2 separate regions of the Callithrix jacchus genome follow, and region 1 is linked to region 2. Evidence: chromatin contacts called from public Hi-C data. All regions are on one chromosome and are shown on one strand. Each heading gives the region's core, a stretch centred on a gene start, on an enhancer-like site or on the middle of the called end of the contact. The rest is flanking DNA. Distances are from core to core; before and after follow the strand shown.

Evidence for each region. A called contact is a pair of places that touch in the nucleus more often than the background predicts.
Region 1: a contact with region 2 is called in a Hi-C map of skeletal muscle, with 6 times the contacts expected there. The contact joins the promoter of ATR here to the promoter of U2SURP in region 2. A contact is called at or near these places in 3 of 3 Hi-C or Micro-C datasets (induced pluripotent stem cells and skeletal muscle).

Annotation. Positions count from the first base shown.
Region 1 is chr17:42,024,857-42,031,612 of calJac240_pri, forward strand. ATR (ATR checkpoint kinase) reads left to right here and starts at 5,315. Exons shown (of 47, transcript XR_013528590.1): 1 at 5,315-5,455.
Region 2 is chr17:41,616,246-41,622,616 of calJac240_pri, forward strand. U2SURP (U2 snRNP associated SURP domain containing) reads right to left here and starts at 1,783. Exons shown (of 27, transcript XM_078354042.1): 1 at 1,712-1,783.

The DNA of each region.
Region 1 (6,756 bases), core at 4,065-6,564, 410 kb after region 2:
CTGCCTCAGCCTCCTGAGTAGCTGGGATTACAGGCACGCGCCACCATGCCCAGCTAATTTTTTGTATGTTTAGTAGAGACGGGGTTTCACCAGGTTGACCAGGATGGTCTTGATCTCTTGACCTCGTGATCCACCCGCCTCGGCCTCCCAAAGTGCCGGGATTTATTTTGTTACTTTATGATAACTACTTTTTTTGTAATGGGTTTTTACAGTGTTTCCGCTAAATGGGACTAGTGTATTCATGCAGTTTGGCTGTACTGGATCATTTATCCTGAATTATTAAGTTTCAGAATATTGGGTTGTGGTTATGTTTTCTATTATTTCAGGCTTTACCCAATGCAAACTAACAGACATACATATAAGGGCCTTAATGCTTACATTAACCCTTTAACCCTTAATCTATGTCTGACAATATTCTATACATAGCCACGCTATTAAAGAAGGGAAATGGCATGGTTTTTGGGTTTTGAAAAGGTAGCTCTACTGTGTAGAGCAACTCCAAACAACATCAGCATCATCTAGAAACTTGTTAAAAATGTGTATTATTGAATGTGTGTGTACCAAGAGCTGTCCACGGAAGTTCATTCAGATGTAGAAAGGAACTTGTAAAACTGTTGCATTATGATGGAACTTGCACAGCTAACTAAACAGGAATTTGAGCATCTGGCTGAGAACTAAATCCATCTTGGTCTCAACTGGGTTGTAGCACCACCTGGTGGTCATTTAACACTCTAGTTTAATCATGAATGGGGACATTTCTATATGCATGGCTGACTGGAATTCCAGAACATTAATTGTCGCCCCTTTGTCAACTTACCTGGGCTTAGAAAATACCAGGGACACTGGGACCCATCCACACCAACCGCTCTGCTTCCTGCCTCATCCTCTCCTCCACACTCCCTCTCCCCAGATGATAAAAAGAGGCTGAGAGGAACACAGGAATCAATTGACAGTTGTATTATGTTCAAATGTAAATTATCATGAATTTCATGTACATTAGGATATGGTTAATAAAAATGTGCATCTATTAGGATACACATTTTAAAAAATTCAACAGTACTACCGAATAATAATTTTTAAAAGTTGGATAACAAATGCTGGCAAGCATGTGGAGAAAAGGGAAACTTTGTACACTGTTGGTGGGAATGTAAATTAGCACAACCACTATGGAGAACATAGTGTGGAGGTGCCTCAAAAAACTAGAACTGGAGCTACCATATGATCCAGAAATCCCACTGCTAGGTGTACATCCAAAAGAAAGGAAATCGGTATATCAGAGATATCTGCACTCCCATGTTTATTGCAATAATTTTCATAATAACCAAGATTTGGAAGCAACCTAAGTGTTCATCAACAGATGAATGGATAAAGAAAATGTGCTATAAGTGTACAATGGAGTAGTAGTCAGCCATAAAAAAGAATGAGATCCTGTTATTTGCAACCACATGGACGAAACCGGAAGTCATTATGTTAAGTGAAATAAGGCAGACACAGAAAGACAGACTTTGCATGTTCTCACTTATTTGTGGGAGCTAAAAATAAAAACAGTTGAACTCATGGAGATAGACAGTAAAATGACGGTTACCAGAGGCTAAGAAGGGCAGTGGGGGGGCGGTGATGAATGGGCAGTAGGGATGTTTAACTGATACAAAAATATAGTTAGAATGATAAGATCTAGTATTTGAGCCTGTAATTCTAGCACTTCAGGAGGCCGAAGCAAGCCAATCACTTGAGCCCAGGAGTTCAAGACCATCCAGGCATCATGGCAAAACCCTTGTCTCTACAAAAAAACACAAAAATTAGCCGGGTATGGTGGTGTGCACTTGTAGTCTCAGATACTCAGGAGGCTGAGGTGGGAAAATCACCTGAGCCTGGAAGGCCAAGGCTGCAATGCACCAAGATCACACCACTGCAGTCCAGCCTGGACAACAGAGTGCGACCCTGTCTCCAAAAAGAAAAAAGATCTAGTATTTGATTGCAGAACAGGGTGACTACAGTCAACAATAATTTAATGTACATTTTTACGGCTGGGTGTGGTGGCTCACGCCTGTAATCCCAGCACTTTGGGAGGCCGAGGCGGGCAGATCATGAGGTCAAGAGATCGAGACCATCCTGGCCAACATGGTGAAACCCTGTCTCTACTAAAAAATACAAAAAATTAGCTGGGCATGGTGGCACACGCCTGTAGTCCCAGCTACTTGGGAGGCTGAGGCAGGAGAATCGCTTGAACCTGGGAGGGGGAGGGTGCAGTGAGCCGAGATCGCGCCACTGCACTACAGCCTGGCCACAGAGAGAGACTCTGTCTCAGAAAATAATAATAATAATTTATTGTACATTTTAAAATGAGTATAATTGGATTGTTAGTAACACAAAAGATAAATGCTTGAGGTGATGGATACTCCATTTACCCTGATGTATTACACATTGTGTGCCTGTATCAAAATAGCTCATGTACCCCATAAATAGATACATCTACTATATACTCACAAAAATTAAAAATTGACTGGGTATGGTGGCTCCTGCCTGTAATCCCAGAACTTTGGGAGGCCAAGGCAGGCGGATCACTTGAGGCCAAGACCTCCAGACCAGCCTGGCCAGCATGGTGAAACCCATCTCTATCAAAAATACAAAAATTAGCTGGGCATAGTGGCACGCACCTGTCATCCCAGCTACGTGAGAGGCTGAGGTGGGAGGATGGCTTGAATCCTGGAGGTGGAGGTTGCAGTGAGCTGAGATCATACCACTGCACTCCAGCTTGGACCACAGAGTGAGACTCTGTCTCAAAAAAAAGTTGGGAGATGGCCAGGTGCAGTGGCTCACTCCTATAATCTCAGCATCCCAGCACTTTGGGAGGCCAAGATGGGCAGGTCACTTGAGGTCCGGTGTTCAGGACCAGCCTGGCCAACATGCTGAAACACCATCTCTACTAAAAATACAAAAATTAGCCAAGCATAGTGGCATGTGCCCGTCATCCCAGCTACTTGGGAGGCTGAGGCGGAAGGATGACTTGAATCCTGGAGGTGGAGGTTGCAGTGAGCCAAGATCGTGTGATTGCAGTCCAGCCTGGGCAATACAGTGAGACTCATTTCAGGAAAAAAAAATGTCTGGGAGACCCCCTCCAGCCTAAGTATGGCAAATGGGTTAGAGAAAAACAAGCCTAAAGGCAGACAGGCAAACTAGAAGCCTATTGAAGTAATTTAGGCAAGAGGTGATGATGGCCTAAACTGGAATGGTGGTAAGGGAATTTGGGGGAAAGTGGGTAAGTCTGATATTTAGGAGGTAGAATCTCGTCCTTGTCTTTTAAAGATATAAACTGAAGCATCTGCAGATAATTTGATATGATGTCTACACTTTTCTTTAATCCAACTGGGGAGAGAGAAAATGAGAAAGGTGGTTATCGATGAAACAAAGACTAACCATATGCTGATAATCATTGATTGGGCGATGGGCATAAAGGAGCTCCTTATTCTGTCTACTTTTACATATATTTGAAAGTCCCTATAACAAAAAGTTAAACAAAATAAACTGCCTGGGAAATGCTGAAGGGAAAATATTCAGTAGGGAGATAAACACAGAAAATACAAATCTTGGAAAGAGATAAGGGAAAAGCAATGAATTTGGGAGTGAACAACAGATAGAAAGTTAACTGAAGCCTTGAGAGTGAAGGAAAGACTAAAAAAGAGGAAAGAACCTAAGTTGGAATCCTGACGAATACCAACAGTAAAGGGGATGGCAAAGAAGTGTTATTAACAAGAAAGAGTCATGGAGGCCAAAGAAAGCTTTCCAGGAAAGCAGCAGTGGTCTCTATTAGGGGTCTCCAACCTCTGGGCCACAGTACTGGTCAGAGGCCTGTTAGGAACCGGGCCACACAGTAGGAAGCTTCATCTCTATTCACAGCAGCTCCCCATTACTGGCATTATCGCCTGAGCTCCCCTCCTGTCAGGTCAGCGGGACATAAGATTCTCACAGGAGTGCAAACCCTATGTGAACTGCACATGCGACGGACATAGGTTGCATACTCTTTATGAGACTCTGATGCCTGATGATCTCTCATTGTCTCCCATCACCCCAGATGGGACCATCTAGTTGCAGAAAAACAAGCTCAGGGCTTCCACTGATTCTACCTTATGGTGAGTTGTATAATGACTTATTACATATTACAATGCAATAGTAGAAAGTGCACAATAAATGTAATGTGCTTGAATCATCCCGAAAACCTCCCTTCACCTCCCTGTCCATGGAAAAATTGTCTTCCACAAAACTGGTCCCTGATGCCAAAAAGGTTAGGGAATGCTGGTCTGTATTCTCGAGAAAATGTATATTCCCCAAATCCATTGATTTACTTTAAAAATTAAATCACAGGGCCGGGCATGGTGGCTCACGCCTGTAATCCCAGCACTTTGGGAGGCTGAGGTGAGCGGATTACGAGGTCAAGAGATCGAGACTATCCTGGCCAACATGCTGAAACCCCGTCTCTACTACAAATACAAAAAAAATTAGCCGGGCGTGGGGGCACGCGCCTGTGGTCCCAGCTACTCGGGAGGCTGAGGCAGAAGAATCGTTTGAACCCAGGAGGTGGAGGTTGCAGCGAGCCGTGATTGCGCCACTGCACTCCAGCCTGGTGACAGAGCAAGGCTCCGTCTCAAAAAATATAAGTAAATAAAAAATAAATCACAGGTTGTGGATGCCTGTAATGGTGGCATTTCCACAGTACTGCTGCTCTGATGAGACACAAATATAATCCAACCCCATTTTTAAATATTATATGTTGGCAGGGTCCTCACGGAAACCTAAGAGCGACTTCAAGTCGAAAAAAAATGCTTAAAAAGAAAAACAAACAGGGAGAGCCCACCTTTTGCCCTTTCTCTCTCAACAGCGTGACAAGAGTAGTGGCGAAGTGAGAAACTTTTAAAATGTGACAGCGTTACTCTGGGGAAACGGAGTCTACTTTTGGCCTTTACTCGCTGAACTGTCCTAGTTCTCACATTTGTGAAGCGAGATTCTGGGTTGGCAGCCCTCAAGCCCCTAGCCTCTCCCGATTCGGGGGTCTGGCTTCGCTGTGCCTCCCAGGCTTCAGAACAGCAGTCTGGCCGCTCAAGACGAAAACTTCACAAACGTTGCTCGCTTAGTGCTGAGAACTAAGTCCTGAACCCAACCAGGGAAGTTCGACCGGCGCGCGCTCGCCCGCTTGCCCCGCCCCCTAACTGCTTCCCGGCTTCCCCCGGGTCCTCTACAAAACAGACGCAGGGCCCGGCAAGCGGGGCCAATAGCGGCTTCCGGGAAGAGTTTTGGCCCCCACGAGGCTCCGTCGGGCGCCGTTCTCTTCCGGCCGGGGTAGCTTTGGAGACGCCAGGAACCCGCGTCGGCGTGTTTGACGAGTGTCAGGCAGCCTCAGCATGGGGGAACCTGGCCTGGAGCTGGCGTCCATGATCCCGGCTCTGCGGGAGCTGGGCAGGTAGGGCTAGGCCCATCCTGGGTCCTGCATCCTCCTCTGACGATCCCGGCTGGGGTTTCACGTGCTCTCCCCTCTCCTGCCGCGCCGTGGTTCGGATCCCCGAAGCCCCAGCTGCTGCCCTTGTGGAGATGCTCCGTGGCTCATTTGGGCGCTTCTCCCTCAGAGTGCTCGTCGATGGGACGTGGGGACGTGGGGACGTGGGGACGTGGGGTCGTCGCCACAAACCTGCGGGAAGCCGATTCTAGGGGAGAGAGAGGCGTCTGCCGGCCCGGGTTTACCTCAGCAGCGCCGGAGAGTTCGCCCAACCCGAGAGTTTGCTTCCTGCAGCTCGAGGGAAGAGTCCCTGCTGATCACTTTATGGTCACTTTTCTACACTCATTTTCTTCTCGAAAACCCCTTTCCTTAGACGAGAGACTTGACTCATCAGTTTCTGTTCTTTGTGATCACTCGTGGAGGAATTGGTTTTTAGCCTTATATTTTGTCCCCAAACTGCCCTTGGAAAAAAATCACCGCTTCTCATTTTCTGCAAGTGACATCACTTGATGGAAAAGGCAGTTATTTTCTTTGAAGTGAAGTCATAGTACATATTGAAGATGTGAACTCCTTCGTATTAATCGTCCAGTCCTCGATACGTTATTTTAGTCAGAAATTGGAGAGATAGACCTCAGTGTCCACAAAATCTTAACGTGCACAGACTGTTGCCAAAATTTGGAGGCAATTTAATAGTTCATTTGCAAATGCCTGTTTTCTGTAAACCTCATGAAAACCAGTGTCTTACCGAAAGAGGGAGGGAGAGGTGTTGATGACTGCCACACCCCTGTAACACTCAGGCAGGCTTTCCTGAACCAGGCCTAAAGACTCAGTAGGGCTGGTTTTGTTTTGTTTGTTTTAATTCTAAACTACTGCGAACAAGAAATAAATGAGCTTGTGCTACTACCGCAGTTGAATGATCAGTTGGAATAACTGCTTCCCAATTTCTTAAACGGTTTGAAAACTCTCCATACACAGTCAAAACTGACATTAAGCCGATGGGATAGCTGCTTCCCTTTCTTTTTGCAGCGCAGTTGTGTTCATTTCCACTGGTTGGCCATGCAAATAATCTAGTCTTAATATATGAATAAGAGGATAAATGAAGGGACGATTCTTGTCCTAACTGCATCACTATTTTTGACTGTGTGAATTTTTTCCACTTTTTATTAGTGTGGCAAGTATACTTTTGTGTTTACAGTTTATAAAATAACGTATACCTCTCTAAAAGAAGATGAAGAAAAGTGATCATTTTAGGAAGTTGTTTTACAGAT
Region 2 (6,371 bases), core at 533-3,032:
CATGACGTCATGAATGTAGCTAGCTTTAGTAATAGCTCCCTACCAGTAAGTGGGTGCGTTCTTGTCATGAGTCTATTAAGAAGAGTTGGTAAGGCCGGGCGCGGTGGCTCAAGCCTGTAATCCCAGCACTTTGGGAGTCCGAGGCTGGTGGATCACGAGGTCAACAGATCGAGACCATCTTGGTCAACATGGTGAAACCCCGTCTCTACTAAAATTACAAAAAATTAGCTGGGCACGGTGGTGGTTGCCTGTAATCACAGCTGCTCGGGAGGCTGAGGCAGGAGAATTGCCTGAACCCAGGAGGCGGAGGTTGCGGTGAGCCGAGATCGCGCCATTGCACTCCAGCCTGGGTAACAAGAGCGAAACTCCGTCTCAAAAAAAAAAAAAAAAAAAAAAAGAAGAAGAATTGGTAGAGCGCGTTACCTCACTATTCCCTTCTCCCCAAAAGAAGGGGAGAAGAGGAAATGTACTGGGGAGGGAAATAACTGACACAGAGTAAACAGTACCTTGTAAAGCAGCCAAAACTGGCCCCTTACCAAGTTTTTATCTAACTAAAGGATGTCTAGAAAGACCATAACTAAATATGAACTAATTGTTTTGGTGTACATCATTCACTAATTGGCATAAACAGCCCGAGTATTAGAAACTGAGAAAGCAAGTAGAAAACAGAAAACGAGTTATCATGGTTCTCAGAACTGCAAACGCAAGGGTCTCTCCTACTGTAAACGTAACTTTCTAACAACCGATTTATAACCACACACACTCTTTAAGATATAATAGTCCTTAGAACCTTTAAGTGTTATACACCGTCTCGCATCAGCAACGGGAAGTTTAACTACCTCGTGGCAGTACCCATTACTTTTAATATGTTCGAGACGAGAAACCCAAAGCAAAAAACGATTAAGTATCCTGCCCAAGATGGCAACTAAGAACCCAACCTTACTAATGCTAAACTGCCACAACTCACTGGTTTCACAATACGTGCACAAGGTTCCCTGTAAATACAAATGCAATTTACTAATCGTACGTAGCTTCCAAGTCTACCGCGCTTCTCTTTTCAGTGGAACACGCAACATGAAGAAAGAGTCCCCGAATCCTCTACCCTCGAAAGTGCTTTTTACTTCCCCTTAAGGTAAAGACCACGTGTAGAGTGTACATTAACCTTGGCTATGCAGCCCTGCAAAGGGGAGTTGCTCCCGCCTCTACATTTCCCACCCCGCGTCTCTGCCCTAGTGGTCTCCCCCTCACAGCTGGCGACCCTAGAGGCTATTTATTCCTTGAAGGGAAACTGAGGGAGGCCGGAAGTGACAGATCCAAAACCAAGAAAAAAGCAGCACTTAAGCACCAGGAATCGATTCCCGCCTCTCTCCCAGGCGCTGTCTGGCGGCCTCACAGCGCAGGAAGCTGAGATATAGGGGAGCGTTTTCATGGCCTCGGACCTCAATCTGAATTCACCCCAATGCCAAGCGCGGGCTCAAGTGCTCACGCCACCACCCCCTGCAGACGCAAGTCTCGAGCTGAATCCAGGCTGGGACTAAGAGGAGATACCAGGCCTCTCAGCCTGCGCACCACAGTGCGGCGGCGCCCGGGCCTACCGTCGCGACCAGAACACAGACCCCAATCCCAATCGCTTCTCGCAGACCAGAAGCGTCTGTAGGCCCCAGACGACAGAGGTAGATCCGTTGACTTACGAAATCCTGTCAGAAATTACCTTTGAACTGGCCTTCTGAGAGCCGCCTGGCGTTTTGTCCGCCATCTTGAGCTTTGCCCCTCCTTCGGCGGCGGCAGCAGCACGGGCGAGTCGAGCACCGAAAGAGCGGATCTCAGCTAAGCCCGCCAGAGGCGTATGCAAGGCTGAATAGTCGACCGCCGAAACAGTGATTTCAAGGGAAGCCGCTCACGTGACTTCCGGTGTCAGTCATTTCCTCAGACGCGCTCACTCGACTGGTTTTCCTGGGAGTCTCCGCGATTGGTCACGTTACTGGGTCCGGGAATTCAGAGAATCTCCTTGTTCAGGGCCAACTGATATTTCACTTATCCCAGCGCCAACCCTTGATAGAGGCGAACCTATGTGTGGCAAGGGAGCCGCTGTTTGAAGAGCTGCCCTGGCTGTCTAAGGAGGAGCTTTTATTTCCACTCAAAATAGGCCTGGAGCTGACTGGTGGTCTGGCGCTCGATCTACGGAAACGCTGTTCTCGCCATTTCGGCAGCTCCCACCCTGGTGGGAGAGGCAAATTTGCAGTCTGCTGATCTTAAGGTGGTGAATGTTGAGATAGGGTTGTGCCCGAACCCAACCTGAGGGTGATCTGATAGACACTATTTAGGGCGTCTGCAGAGTTAGGGGCGTGTGGAACCAGAGAACACCGTAAATACAGACGTTATTCTAAATCTAGCATGCATGTAAAGTTGTGCGACATTTTAAAAATTACATTTTACGCTTTAGTGTTGTTTTCATTTTTCATCACATAAATGGAGGAGCAACATATGAACTTTTCTGCACTTAGTACTTTTTAAAAAGTTCTTAATCAGTGCCTGGATTCAAAGAAGGAAAGCTTGCCCTCCTGAATCGGGCCAGGCAAGGAAAATAGAAAGGACATTCCAGACAGAGGGAGTAGTTGACACAAAAGCCTTGTGGCATGAATCAGTATAGCGGGTCGTGCAGGTCACCACAAGCAGTGAAGTTTTTTAGAGGAGGTGTAGGGACTGACGTGGTTGGACGGGGTGTGAGTGCAGGTTCACACAGCGCCCTGAGGTCACCGTCGTGCTTAGGAGTTAGAATTATATTCTCAGAATGAAGATCAGCCTTCAATAAGGTTGAAATGGTCAGATTTTTAAAGTATTGCTCTGAGGATTAGGGTGGAAGTGGAGGGCGTTCATGGACCTCTCCCAAATTCATTTATTCAAAATATTTTTGAGCCCCGTTTTGTGTATAAAAGCCTGCCCAACGTGTTGTAGGGCTTACAGACACACAAAAATGCACTGTCTTCATGATTTAAAACTTAATGAGGAATGGAGGAGACAAGGAAACTGCAAACACTATGCATAATTAAATTGATACTGCAAGGAAGGATCAATAGCTGAGGGAACTCTGAAAGAAGTAACTAATTCTGAGAGTAGGAGTGAGGAAAAAAGACGGGAGTTTTCATAGAGAAGAAAGCAGTTGAGCCAGCTCTAAAGAGGTAGAATTTTGTTAAATGGCGGGTGTGGGGAGCGAGGGAAGCACTTAGAACAGGATCTGACACAAGGCTGGCCCTCAGGAAAGATTAACACATCTGTGCCAGTCACTAAGCAATCAGCAGGCCAGGCCTCCTGTGTGAGGGGCTGAGAGTAGAAGAACAGACAGTAAACAAGAAATGATTGAAAGTGACAAGTGCTGCACATGAAATTAAAATACAATGACTTGCACCCTCCAATCCAATTGAATTTACTTCCAGTGCTGAAATTTGTCATATTTTTTCAGTTCTGGGCCTCTTCCCTCAACCTTGCCCTGACCTCTCATTGAAGTCTAACCAAATTCTCTTGGTGAAGATGTCACTTCCTCCAGGAAGGCTTACAGTCTTCCCTCTCCACCAATCCTAAATTGGAGACCCTGCTTCTGTTTACAAGGAACCTATACTTCCCACTCTGAAGAGCTCAGCACACTAGATCTTAACTGTTTACAGTATAGGATTAGAAAGTGAAATCATCAGCTGAGATGAAAAGAAGTGTGACTGGGTATGCCTTGTGGTGTTCTGACAATGCCACAGGCTGATTTTGTCACTAAAAAGTGAATATATGCAGCATTTCAGTCAAATCCCCAAAGTCCTGAGAATTTTTGCTAAATATTCCTAAAGAGTTAAAAACAAAAAAATGCAGACTTCTTTCCTCTCCTATTTATTTATTTATTTATTTTTTGAGATGGAGTTTTGCTCTTGTTCCCTACGGCTGGAGTGCAATGGCACAGTCTCAGCTCACCACAATTTCCACTTCCTAGATTCAAGTGATTATCCTGCCTCAGCCTCCCAAGTAGCTTGAATTACAAGCATGCACCACTACCCAGCTAATTTTTATATTTTTAGTCAAGAGGGGTTTCTCCATGTTGGTCAGGCTGGTCTTGAACTCCCAACCTCAGATGATCTGCCCATCTCAGCCTCCCAAAGTGCTGGGATTACAGGAGTGAGCCACCACACCCAGCCTCTTCTTTTTTATACTGTTAGCCCCCAAAGCAAGTCAGACAAAGGTGATCTGATTAGAAGTAATACATAGGCCTTTATTAAAGGTTAAGTACACTTTTTAAAAATTCAAAATCATGGCCGGGCACGGTGGCTCAGGCCTCTAATCCTAGCACTTTAGGAGGCCAAAGTGGGCAGATCAAGGCAGGCAGATGGCTTGAGCCCATGAGTTCAAGACCAGCCTGAGCAACATGGCAAAACCTCATCTCTACAAAAAAAAATTTAAAAATCAGCCAGATGTGGTGGCACACATCTGTAGTCCCAGATAGGAGGCTGAGGTGGGAGCACCACCTGAGCACTGGGAATCTTGCCATTGCACTCCAGTCTGGGCAACAGAGTGAGACCCTATCTCAGGAAAAAAAAAATTCAAAATCACAGTTATGAGCAAGAGTTCTCAAAACATGAAATCCTGGCCCTATTACTCAAATTACAAATTCAGGAAGTTGAAATAGCACAAAAATAATCCTAATGGAATTTTATGGAATCTGAATAATTAGATTAACAATTATAAGTGCTAAGGGACTATACATAGTGAGAATCATACAATTTACTGCAACTAGTATTACCTTTTTACAGTTACACTAAAACCATGCCATTTTTCTCTTCCTGATGTGTTGATTCTCTGGTGCCCACACCAGCCATTTGTTTTTAAGGCTTCTCCCTGTAGCAGATATGTTCAAGAGAAATTACAAAATAGTGCCATATACAATACTGAGATGTTTTGTTTGGTTCATTCAGCGAGATTTTTTTCTTTGAAATTTGAGCCAGCATTTTAAAACAGAGATTTTACATAAAACTCAAGGTTTCTAGCCTTTCTTGAAAACTGGGGAATAGAAAATTAGTTGGGCATGGTGGCATATGTCTGTAATCTCAGCTACTAGGGAGGCTGAGGCTGAAGAATTGCTTGAACCCAGGAGGCCGAGGTTGTGGTGAGCCAAGATTGTGCCATTGCACTCCAGCCTAGGCAACAAAAGCAAAACTCCTTCATAAAATAAAATAAAAATGGGGAAGTCTGGCAACACTGGGTGACAATCCAGGTGAGGCGGCCTACAGCGACCTATTGGGAAAAGGGCTGTGCACACCAATTTAGCCACCCCTTCATCATACACAGTGGACAAATTCCCCGTACCTAGCCTGCTTGTAGGCATTTCAGTTTTCTACTTCTGATGCACAGTGTAATTCTAATTCTGATGTACACCTGGGGTGATGATCAAAACATTACCAACCAGTTCCCCCAGGCACTAACCAGAGCTGACTTATTAGTAAGGTACAAGAGGCTCAGTGCCTAGGACCCACAATACTTTTTAGATTTCCCCCACAAAAGAAAATGTTTTGATTTGTTCAAGGAGGAAAAAAGTGGAGTGGAGAGAGTATATAACAATTCGAACCACTGTGGAACTTGTACATCCTGAAAGATAGAGACCTTAAAATTGATTGCCCCAAAGCTCCAACCTCCTGTATTATGTCAATGGACTGCTCCTACCCAAGTAGGCATTTTCATTCTAGAGAGTTTTTAAGCAGCTTTTCCCTGATCTCTAGGCTTCAGGATATAGGTTGGTAAAAGTATAACCCAATATATTTGTTCCTTTGGCATTTATTGAGTTTCTAGCATGTGCTAGGCTCTGAAGAAAGAAGATAAAAGGAGAGACCGCTAAAAATTAGAATGAGTGTCTTCTGCTAAGAGAGATCCTTTAGGGCTACTTCTAGGAATAATTAGGAAACAGCCTTCTCGGAGTTGTGGTCAGTGTGGAATGGAAAATTCCTTCTGATGAAATTGACTGCATGCCCCACACCACCCCACAACACAAGTCTTACTAATAAGGTTTCAGTAGCAATAGCAACTCCTCCCTTTTCTCATCAAAAACAAAACAAAACAATTACCTGACTTACTTATTGATCATATACAGAATTCCTTTGACAATAATAATTGCAGTGGCATTTTTGTAAGATGTCAAAAAGCATATTGCCCAAGAATACGCTGGCACCATGTTAAAGATAATAGAAATGGCTGTTTTAACTATGATCCTAGTGAGACAAAAGCCTTAACTGTGTAGGAATTATTTTATCAACAAGGTAAATAAAATCTAGGAGGGTCCAGTTGGAGTACTGTGGAAATGGAAATGGAAATGAGTGTTCCTCAGTGTGTGTGTGTGTGTGTGT